Linked DNA regions of Danio rerio: region 2 is linked to region 1. Evidence: chromatin contacts called from public HiChIP or PLAC-seq data. All regions are on one chromosome and are shown on one strand. Each heading gives the region's core, a stretch centred on a gene start, on an enhancer-like site or on the middle of the called end of the contact. The rest is flanking DNA. Distances are from core to core; before and after follow the strand shown. Region 1 holds the start of frmd5b (FERM domain containing 5b). Region 2 holds the start of mindy2 (MINDY lysine 48 deubiquitinase 2).

The links. HiChIP or PLAC-seq counts read pairs in DNA pulled down with a chosen protein or histone mark.
Region 2: a contact with region 1 is called in an H3K4me3 HiChIP or PLAC-seq map of gastrula embryo, with 4 times the contacts expected there. The contact joins the promoter of mindy2 here to the promoter of frmd5b in region 1. A contact is called at or near these places in 2 of 4 datasets of contacts at active chromatin or transcription factors (embryo and gastrula embryo).

The regions. Positions count from the first base shown.
Region 1 is chr7:30,143,117-30,149,335 of GRCz12tu, forward strand. It overlaps frmd5b (FERM domain containing 5b), which reads right to left and starts at 1,921. Exons shown (of 14, transcript XM_693389.10): 1 at 1,341-1,921. The coding sequence starts at 1,442. It overlaps tmed3 (transmembrane p24 trafficking protein 3), which reads right to left and starts at 4,364. Exons shown (of 3, transcript NM_001128668.1): 1 at 4,120-4,364; 2 at 3,427-3,672; 3 at 3,021-3,343. The coding sequence starts at 4,260. The coding sequence ends at 3,110. It overlaps si:ch211-107o10.3, which reads left to right and starts at 4,942. Exons shown (of 8, transcript NM_001199300.1): 1 at 4,942-5,036; 2 at 5,402-5,575. The coding sequence starts at 5,500.
Region 2 is chr7:30,462,692-30,468,363 of GRCz12tu, forward strand. mindy2 (MINDY lysine 48 deubiquitinase 2) reads left to right here and starts at 2,601. Exons shown (of 9, transcript NM_001004517.1): 1 at 2,601-3,733. The coding sequence starts at 2,915. adam10a (ADAM metallopeptidase domain 10a) reads right to left here and starts at 1,227. Exons shown (of 16, transcript NM_001430987.1): 1 at 1,065-1,227. The coding sequence starts at 1,131.

The sequences.
Region 1 (6,219 bases), core at 671-3,170:
CTATCCAACAACACACCTAGAATGTCTGTACTGCACTTTAAGAACATGACTGAAATCGCCATACTCCACATGTCTTAATCTGATTTCTGTTGAGTTCGATTAAGAGCTCAATCAGATTAAATTACTCTAAATTTTATGTTTACATGGTAGACTCTTCATCAGAGTGTTGTCTTAATCGTATTAAAATTGTAGGCTATTATTAGCATCTATGTAAATGTACTTATAGTCACTAATGTAAAATGTGAGTGCATATATATATATATATATATATATATATATATATATATATATATATATATTTATTTATTTTTTTTTTTATTATTATTATGTAATGTGTGTGGGTGGGTGGAGAAAGGACAGATTGCATAGTGTCCAGTGTCCACAGTGAATTTGTGGGTCAAGAATGTAACTTTTAACAAAAAGGGGGCCTTGAGCAAAAACCCCATGCACAGGGCTTAGAATTTCTAGCTACACCACTGGGAACAACACTGCAATATTTCAGCAACTGTTGTTTATACTGAACATCTGTGAATGCTTTGGCCCAAGAGGAAGCTCATTAATAAAAACACACCCAAAACCGAAATAGCACCTAAGACATTTTCATTGCTTTCAAGTTCCTCTAGAAAAGAAAAATATATATGCTGCTCCTCTCATGGTTTTCTGACAATATATCATCAAGATGACTCATTAAAACAAGCACAAACTTCCCATTTACATTAATATAAAGAAGCAGCAATGCATTCAACTAAATATAACTCATTAATCACATTTAATTTCACAAATGAATCTGTTTCCCATTCATGATTTTGGGCTGCCTTAGAAAAGCGGTGTAAAAACACATCCCCTGAATGCAGAGATGCAGAGCAGAAACAGTCTGTGTCTAGAAACACATCTTTTGAATTGCACAACAATGTGTCTGGCCAAACAACAGGAGATCTGAATCACCATTACAGTGCACTATTACAGTGTCTTCCAGCATCTGTCACCGTGGACAGTTCGCCCCGAGAGCCAGTTTAATGTATGAAGGAAGCCTTTGCACTAGTGTCTCATCCCACTGATGTGACTCTCTCGGCACTGTACGTGACAGGTGACCCGCCGCTCTCTAAAGGCAGCAGACGGGTCACAGAAACTATGATTCACTCAACGCGCAAGCCAAAAGAAAATTCGTAAGCCGTTAATTAGCCATTACGCATTGCAGCCCTTGTGCAGCGTCCAGATTCGTGGAGATGCTCGCGGATTTTCCCGCTTGAATGCGCAGCATCAGCATCCTGAGCATTAAGACACGTGTGTCGGAGACGGGGAGCACCCGACTGTGCTGATGAAAACATGTTAATACCGACCTGAACCGTGCAAGTGTATTCCGAGTCGTCCAGCAGTCGCACCGTGCAGTTGAATTCCCTGTCAAGACTCCGATCGCTGCCACTCATCAGGCGGCTCAACATATTGGCCAGTCAGTAGAGACGCACGAGCGTTTAGGACGAGCGCAACATGTCACTCACTGCAGACATGTCAGACAGACCCTTCTCGCTGACCACAAGCCTTTTTGAGTCATTACTCCCCATCGTTATCCTTTGGGCTGGACGGTGTGGTCTCCCCTGCCGGTGGTGGTTCTATGCCAATGTTGGAGGTAGTCCAATGCACTGAATAGACTCAGGCACAACAGCCCATCCATATTCATGCATTATTTCTGGGGAGGGCTGAGGCGGGCTGTATTCATAAAACTAGAAGCCAGCGAGAGTCGATGTTCCTAAATGTTTAGATTTATTTCTTAAATATCTGAACACTATTACGAGTTTCTGTCCAGAAAGGCGTATTTTTAATTTATTTACTTTACATATCTATGATCTGCTAAGAGTGTCTTGTTTATGAATATCTGGGATTCCCTGTTTTCTTGAGAATTTTTATTAAATCCACTGAGGTCTTTCCTTTAGAAATCTTTCCTGGTTTTCTTGCAAAATAAGTCAATAAAAAATGCAGACGCACATCCCCAGGCGGCGAAAGACTCATTCAAAATGCAAATGATGCTCTACTTGGCATCAAGTCTGCATTTTCCTATAAAGTAAGTCTTTGATATGACTGTGATTGTATGATATTTAGAGGAGTCATAATCCAAAACTTTGCTTTTAATTATTAGGGTTACACAAGGCAGAGGTGTAAACAAATTAAAGTAGAGCATTAGTGACTTGATAAATCAATAAATATCAATTCAGTTCAGCATCTAACGTTGATGTATGCAAAATGGGATCGATATTTTGAACCGCACATTAAGTTGATGTTTGAGTTTGACTCTTAAATATGGGACAGACAAATATCATAATAAAACAACTCATGCAATCAATATAGAACTGTGCTTTTATTCATTCAGTTTACATAAGGCAGGACTATGAACAACTCAGTTTAATGGTGTTAATAACATACTAAATGATATATCAAATCACTTCAACTTCATAGGTTGAGGTATGCAAATTTAAATATATGTAACAATATTTTAAATTGCACATAGATTGAGGTTTCAAAAATATGACTCAAAATTTTTTTTACAGACATCATGTAAACTTTTTAAAGTAACAAAGTTGGGGAAAATGTGCAATTCTGCATGCAGAAGGCACTTTCATATTCATATATATATATATATATATATATATATATATATATATATATATATATATATATATATATATATATATATATATATATATATATAAATTCCATAGTCATATTATTATAGTCAGCACAACAAACTACTTTGTATTCTATTTAACAGTGTATATTAAGGCTTTAGGAATTTAAAGTTGACACACGCACACACACAGTGGACAACACAGAGGTTTTCACAAAATAAACAACACCAGTACAAACCAAGAACAAGTCAGAATAAAGGTGCAACATTGCTGCAGTATTAAGCAATGCACATTAAGACCAATTTGAAAAACTATACAGGGTACTCAATTCTGTATATATCTTTCAGTACATTATCGCTAAGGCATTTTGTTTGACATAGAGGTAATTTTGGTTGGATGCAGGCATTAAATCAAGGTTGCTTGTTTTATGGGGAACAGACTGAGGAATCAGCTGGCTATTGTCTTCATGGCAGCTTAGTGATTTAAGTCTATGTGCTGGTGGACACACCAGTTTTCTTCTCATTGAAGAAACTCTTCAGCATAAGCACCTGGCCAATGCAGACTACAAACAGGATGACGGTCTCCCCGATGGACCAAAAGTGCACACGCTCGTGCAGGTCCTCTGCTCTGAGACGATCCTGAGCCTCTCGAAGACGATACCAGGTCTGAGAGTCTGAAACCACTTTGAGGATCTCGTGGATAGACAGGCAGGCTGACTCCATCTGCATGATTTATTCAGAGATTCATATCAAATGCATTTATGCAGCGCATATGCTTGTGAGTGAATGCTGCTCGAGTTTCTCACCTGTGTGAGAGCTGTGGCTCTGTTCTGGTCAGGGAATAGCCGGTCATCCTCTCCGCTTCTGAAGTCCAGGTAAACAGTCTTGTGAGAGAAGGTTGAGAACTCATTGCTGAAGCAGACCTTGTACACTCCCTTCATGACTGTTGTGTGGGAAAAGCTGTCATACTGCTTTTTTCGTTCCTGATACAGCATGTTATTTATTGGATCTGTCACAAAACAGTCCACATCATAGTTTCCTCCGGCAATAACCTATATGAAAAGATAAGTGGTAATACTGAGAATATGTTTTTGCCCAAAAATGGTTAACATTGAAGTAAGGTTGGGTTTATATTCACACATTCGGTCAGGAACAACTTGTGACATACAGTACTCCCTAAATTGTTTACCTTGGTACTTTGAATTTTGAGTCTGAAATCTAGTGCAAGTTTGACACATTAATGCAACATTAGCATTAATTAATTGACTGTGCGAACAATGTACTTTGATAGTCATTGGCTGCATATATATTATAACTATTTAGAATTTGCAAAGAATACATCTCTGACATTACATTATTAAGAGCCACATAATAATAGGTAAACAAACCTGGACAACCCAATGATAAACATTCACTTGCACAACATCTAATGGCCCACATATTACATTTAAGCAGACAAGTAATGCACTAAAAGCCGTTGTCGGAGTAGTTAACGTTACCTGAAAGTCAATATCAAACTTGACTCCTTGCTCTAGTTCCTCGTAAAAGCATTGCTTTTCGTTATCGGGCAACTCAAAAGTTAATTCGGTGGCATTTACAAAGGCTATGTACACAGCCAAAAGTAAAAAGGAGTGTCTCATTATGTTTAAGTGGACAGAAATTAGATTATTCGTTAAAATGTGCAGAAAGCCTCCTCCATTAAGTTTCCGCAGGTTTGCCTGAACGCACTCAGCCACTTGACAGACCGATGCAAAACATCACTGACGTGGCAGGAGGACGGGGGACTTCCGGTTTTGTTCTTTCAAAATAAACGAAGGCACACATTTTACATTGATTTGTGCACAGATTTAACATATTTTATTACTATTATCATTATTTAAAATATACATTTATAATGCTATCATGTAAAATACTTCGCGTCTTGTAAGACTGCACGTGATTTATCGCAGTATTGTATGTTAGTGGATTATATTTATAAATGACCAGACATTTAAGAATATTTAATTTCGGTAATTTTCGATACTGGTTTTAAAAATTTTAAATCAAGTCCATTAAAGTTACTTAAACTAGGTCGTGAACATTCCATAATTAAACGCTTTCGTTGTTGACTAAATAACGGATGGGAAAGACACTTAGCAAAGCAAATTAATATTAATAATAGTAAAAAACAAAAATATAATATTTGAACTAGCACGGTTTCAAGCCTCGGCTGGGTCAGTTGACATTTCTGAGTGTTGATCCTTCTAATCAATGTTATCTTATCATTGACCAGGAAGAAAAAAATAGAACCTTAATCACAGGCATGTAGTACAAGGTTACCCAAATATTTGTTCGTCCATGATTCAGTTTCTTGGCTCAACAGAAAGCTCATTAAATATATTTGTTTTAACTTTTATAGCAACTGTAAAAAGAAAATGTAAGTAGCACAGACCATTTTGTTCTGTCTCATAATTTACCAGGGAAGGAGTTTTTAAACAACTCATGCTACGGATCAGTGTTTCAAACATGTAATTCCAAGGACACCACCCTAAACCTTTGATACTGTGGGCAACAGTAAACAGATTGTTTCAAGAAGAGAAAGGGCACAGTTGAGGCCCTCGGAGACGATTGAAACTATTGTTAAAAAATACAGTTTTAAAATATTTAATGAAAGTTTTAAACGGTGTCTGTGCATGACAGCCTCGTGTTTTACAGTCAGTATAAGGGCTCTTATTTTGAAATGTAAGACTGAAGCACGCGAGTCTACAGTAGAGTTTACTTCGAAGTGCTCTTTTCCTGTAGTGTGTAGAGGCGGAGACCTGCGTCTGCTCGGACATTTCTGCTGTTGAGGAGCACCTTATGTCACAACTGGACTGTTAAAGTGTCAACCAGGTGTAATTATGCAGGACTACGCAAACGCAGTGAAGGAGTTTGTAGAGGACCACTATACAGGTGTCACATTTGTCCTAATTACAGGTAAATCATTATGTTACTTTCATGTTACAAACCGTTTAGGAAAAAAATGATGGCTTCCGTGATTTATCATGTAAAACACGAGAAACACTGAATGACTGAATGAAAGATTAAACATATAAACATTATGTACGTACAGGCTATACATTAAATATCACATATACGTCATGCAACAGTTACGTAACTTGTATAGTGTTTCTCTTTCTAGATATGTTCAGCGAGACTTTAAAGTATATGTAAATCTTTTAGAGCAATCACAAAACAAAAAAGCACTAAAAACATGTGATGCTCTGAAAACATTTAATTTCATATAAATGTAATTTTACTTTATTTTGTATATATATTTTCTTTCTTTTTTAGAATCTATGTGAAATTTAATACCTCTTGTTCTTGTGGCATTGAGTTAAAAAAAAAGTGCAGATTTTTCTATTTGAACTTCTTTCTCTGTAAAATGATTGTATAAACATCTGCCATCATGATGCCATCTGAGAACCCTGATACAGTTATTATAATGGAGAATGTCTTAGATATGTCTTCTTAACACATCATCTATACGTGTTGCATATGTCCTGAACTAGATAACCTTTACCTGTACTCTTGAGATAAGAGTGTTATGAAAGCAGGCTAGAGGTGACAGAGATGGTGAG
Region 2 (5,672 bases), core at 1,351-3,850, 320 kb after region 1:
CGTACAAAGGGTTTCATTATTTTGGAGAAAACTTTTTTTCTTTTTGAGGAATTGCTCAAATATAAATACTAAAAAATACACAATACAAATACACAAAAATAAACGCCTTGGTTCTGTTCTTCGTTGGAATATAGACTTGTTTCGAACACCCAGACAGCTAAATAGGACAAATGAATTTAACACAAACAGAATGACATACAAGTACTACTGAAACGTCATCACTTCCTGTCTGACAGCAAGGGCACACAGTTTCAGCAAAAATCTGAATTTACTGGAAGCGTATAACAATTTACGTTGAAAAGTATTTCTTTAAGTAACTGCAACGTCTGTGTGCGGCAGCAACACACAGCCAAGGCTACACAAGTAGCTAAAGGGGAGGCGTACAACATACTTCTATTGTTGGTAAACAATGTTATTATAACTAGACCACAGACCAAAACCAAACTCAAACAGTGAACAACACATGATAGAAAGTGAAGGTTATTAGACTTTTGTATTAACTTCTGAGACATTTTTGATAAGAAAATCTGTATTTTCATTAAAATTACGTCTGTATAAGACTTGTGAACTAGTCAAGTAAAAACACCACCCGACTCCTGCGTGTGAGTGATTTCAGGAAAGGCGTGTAGTTTTAATTTCGTCCTCGTGTATTTTCAGACATTAACTCACAAACACTACGAACTCGACATCGCACTTCAAAAATAACACATTAGACATGCAAACAAGTACAAATTGAATTTATTTCTCATCCGTCTTTCTCTACACCAGTTAAGTTAGCTAGCCAGGCTGCCTTTGACAGTTAACGTTAGCTAAACATATATTGTCATTCCTCTGAAACGTCCCACTCAAAGTCAGTACGAAAATACCTCACCACGCTGTTCACTGCTAATACTCTAACACGAATAAACCACAAATTCCACGTGTTTTACAATATAAGTTGTTTATTTTTACTGTTTGCTTTCACTTCCGCACTCTCTATGTTCACCCCTCCCGTACTAGCTTCAGCTAAAGCACAATCCGATTAACCGTCACTTTTTCCAGAAACTAAAGCAAAACCCACTTACCGTTAGAGTCGCTTAAGCAGTATAACAATATCAGGAGTTTAAACAAAACCATATCGAGTAAATTCATCGCTCGTACATTGACACCGAGGCTGGTTTGGTTGTTAGTTTAGAGGGTCTTAAAGGCGCAGTCGCCCTTGATGAGCGTTTGTGTATGTGTGTGCGCGCGAGTGACGGCTGCTGCGGCTCCGCGCTTGTCTCTAACGGCCTGACGTCATGCGCAGGCAGAGAGGGGGAAACCCCGCCCACGGCCTCATAAAACAGCCAGAAAGACAATATAATGTCGAGACTTCTGTTGAACTTAATGACATAAATTGTATTAGAGAAGACAATTACTGCCGTTTAAAACTGAAAGTATAATTGGGTGTGGTTCTCTGAGTTGTTTTCTCCAGCCAAATGCGTGTACGTGTCTGTATAGTTCTAGCATAAATGAATGAATGAATGAATGAATGAATGAATGAATGAATGAATGAATGAATGAACAACATAATAAATAAATGAATAAATTCTGTCATAGATAAAGGTGATATTTTTTTCAGATATTAAATCTGAAAATCAAGGTACAGTTTGTAGTTTATATTTCACTCAACCTTAGCTAAATGCAAACTTGCATCCACTTCAACTGTTACAGTAATTTTTTTTTTACTTTTAATCTCGACTAACCAAACTTCTAACCCTGACAAAAATAATTTTTTGAATAAAAACCATTTACACTTTTATAAACTACCATCTCGAAAATTGTCCATGGTTTTATTATAGTAAATGTGTCATAGCCACTTGTTTTAACACCGTTATGCTACAAATATTATAGTTCAATAGTTCAAAATCACAGTTAGTTTGTTGTCACAATGATTTTACTCCAAATAAAACCTCCATAGTCACTGTAGTTAAATCATTGTAACCAAAAATTAAACATGTGTTGGCATGGTTTCATAGAAAACGTCTATTAAAACGTTCCTAATGAAAGGTTTTGTCAGATTTACCTCTCGTCAGGGATCTAATATACCCAAAGAACACAAACACAAGGGTACAAACAATACCCAAATCAACTAACTAGGTCAATGCTGCCACCGTGCGGTGAATATAAGCATTACTAAACGGGTTTATTGTGGTTTATTATGGAATACACTGCGTGATGTCACGTCAATGTCCATGAAAACGTACTGTCTTTCACACGTGACCACCATATGTGAGGAGAAATTACAAATCTACGAAAGATTACATTAATCTATCGCGTGCATACTTTTGTGAGAGTAATCTGGATAAAAAATCTACACATTTATTTTAATATTTTGTCATGAATATAAATAATACATAATATACAAAATAAAGAAAACAATAAAACAAATCAACGACCAAAAATGGCCTGAAAAAGAAAAGCAACACCTTTGCTCACAGAAAGTAATTCTTTAAAGTTGTTACAGGGCGACCATTATTTTAAAGGTTGCATACAGGCTTGAATGACTATTTTCTTCAACAATCCTGCATACCTTTTATGTGCATCACCGAAAGAAATGAATATATGACAACCTCAGTCCACATTTGTCCTCTCAGAATAGTTTATTCTAATCAGAATAGTTTATTCTAATAATATAAGTAAAACAACACAAAAATCGTACAAGTTTGGAACTACATCACATTGAAGAAACGATGACATAATTCTGGTGTTTAGGCGAACTACCCCTTTAAGTTGCTAGTAAAAATGACATACAGTCGGTGGTTGTGAATAGTCGGGCTCGGTAAATAAGGGTCCATGAAGGGATGACGTCAGAGGTGGAGATGTCATGGCGTCGTCGGAGCTGAGACTGGAGCTTGCCATCTAGTTAAAGGTTGTCGTCGATGCGTTCAGCGAAATGGAGAAGAATGCAAACCCTCATCGAGACGCAGGAGGAAGTGTCCTGTGCACCGCTATTCCCGCGGAGCCTGCAGATATCAAAACAGCCGGCGGAATGAAAGATGTCTGCGAGAAGAGAGAGACTTTGAGTACTTGTGCAAGTGCTAGCGGTGCTAATGCTACACCCTGCACACAGACATCAGATGCTGCTGAGACGGTGAGCAAAACCACACACGGTAAAACCAGCGTTTTACCGGAGACACTGTCGCCCGATGCGGCCGATCAGCTGAGCAACGGAATGGGATACGAGTCGCCGGTGACCGCTGCTGGGAATAAGGAGGGTGGCACCTCAAAGTTAGTAAACAACCTCACGGGAGAGAAACCCGACATCAATAATGTGCAAGCGGACGGTTTAGACGGAGAAGCGACGAAGGTGTCCAAGCCTGCTTATTTGTGTCCGGACAAAGCAAAATCTGCGAGCCCTAATTCAAACGATCACACCGTTTCCGAGGGTCCCCCGAGTGGGAGTGAGCCCAGCATCGCGGGAGAGTCCCGCAGCTTTGATTCACTCGAGTCCTTCTCCAACCTGAACTCCTGTCCGAGTTCAGACCTCAACAGTGAAGGACTGGAGGAGAAGGGACTGGCTTTGGCTATTCAGAGTGAATACGGGGCCGAGGGGACGAAAATCCCCTGTCCCAAAGACAGGGTGACCGGTCAGTCGTTTTACCAAATCAAGTGGATAAAGTGGAAGGAGGAGAACACTCCGATCATCACACAGAACGAGAACGGGCCGTGCCCGCTGCTGGCTATTATGAATGTCCTGCTATTGTCATGGAAGGTAAATATGATGAGAGGCTTCTTGTTTGACAGGTCATACTATCGCTCATCTGCTGCTGTTTGTTTTGCACTGTGCTTTGAATTTTTTTAATTGTCAAGTGTATGTCTATTAAGTATAGCCTACCATAAGTTACAAGACACCAGTTCATTTGTTACTGATATTGAATAATTGCTCATAGGTAGTTCTCTCATATTGGTCTTTGCGAGATGGGAGTTTTAAAGTCATAAAGTAAGTCCACACTGCAGCTTTAACTACGATAGCACAGATAATTAATGTCCTGCTGGAATCACTTTAAGATTATGTTTTACTAGCGGATGATCAATAAGAAATATTGCCAATGTATAAATAGCGTGTAATGAAACTTCTAAAAATGAGACCCTCCCTGGCTTTCTAGTCTGTCTATGTCTACTTGTAGAATGATTTTTGTTTTAGGGACTATGTTTTTAACCAGGAAAATCAACAGGATGTGACATTTACACCCGTTCCCGAGAGTCTCTCTTCCATTCAATAAAACATGAACATATGGTCATTGGTCAGAAAAAAATCCCAAAAGAACCACTCTGTACTGTAATGTCAGTGTCATGCAAATAAAAGGAATTTATTTAAACTACAGTCATGGCCGGTATAACTTTCTGACTGTATATGATAACTCGCATAATAATACCACAGTTTCACAGTACTGTGATTACTGCTCTAATATATGCTCTTTTTAAATGTCTGGGTAAAAAAACGAAACATTTTTTCCCCTTTGAACACAATATGTATTATCTTGAGAAACTTTTAAAATATTTTCGAGCAGTAAACATGTCAGGCTAAACAATTCAAATAAATCATTGACTTCTGCTTGTCTTCATTAGTTTCAAAAACACACATTTCTTTACAATTTAAAACGGCATCTTTGGATATATTTTCTGCTGGACATACTGTTATCCTAAAAAAAACGTAAATAAAAAATCTTATATATAACGTAGAAACGATATTACAGAAAACTTTGGCGGTTTTAAAACTTTGACTTTCCGAACCGCGGTATACCTTGAAAACGGTTATCATCCCATGCCTACTGTAGTCTATAGTCTCAAATACTTTATAATGAAACTATCAAAAGGGTAATTTTAATGACTTAATCTGTTGACATAAAGCCAGCGCAGGAGCATCACCATGATCATGTGCTTTCTGAACGGCTGATTTCTCACCACTGCCATGTTTGAGAAAAAAGCACACAACACATGTATCATTCATTCCTCTGAACATTTATAGTACCATTGAGTGCATAGGGGAACTGAGAAGCAAGCACAAGCAATAAGTTGTTGGATGCAGTTCAATTAATGACCACCGGTGTCACAACAACAGACATTTAAACTACAGTGCATGCTTATAAACAAGATGATATTGACTGCTGTAGTGGATGCTATGCTAATATAGTTATCTTGCTGTCGTGTGAATGAGCCTTTATTCTTGTGCAGATTAATCCCATGTTGACGTCTCATGACCCACTTGCAGTTGGCAAAGTTAATTTTATATATTAGGTATAATACACTTCCTTTATGCAGGGATGGTATGGAAGAGTAAGCATGTGATTTTCCCTAGTAAGTCTAATAGAGAATGGGCACAAGTAAAATGTCTAAACAAGTGCTTGAGTGATGAAACAGTCTGCAATACAACCCATGCATCTAGCTGTCAGAAATTGAATTCATTTAGGCCATCAGGGGACAGTATAAAGTACGTTAAAACACTATAGGAGGACAAATAGGAGCTAGCTAAATGTGCACTTTACTGCTGATTATAATTATTTTGTTTATTTTCATAACTCGTCAGTGTTAACCCTTGTGCACTGCTCAAATTTACTATGCTGTTGTTACGTTTGGGATGAAAACATCCACTGAATTAAACTGCAATAAAAATGCATGAGATTTCTTTTTTTCTTTTTTTTTCCTTTTTT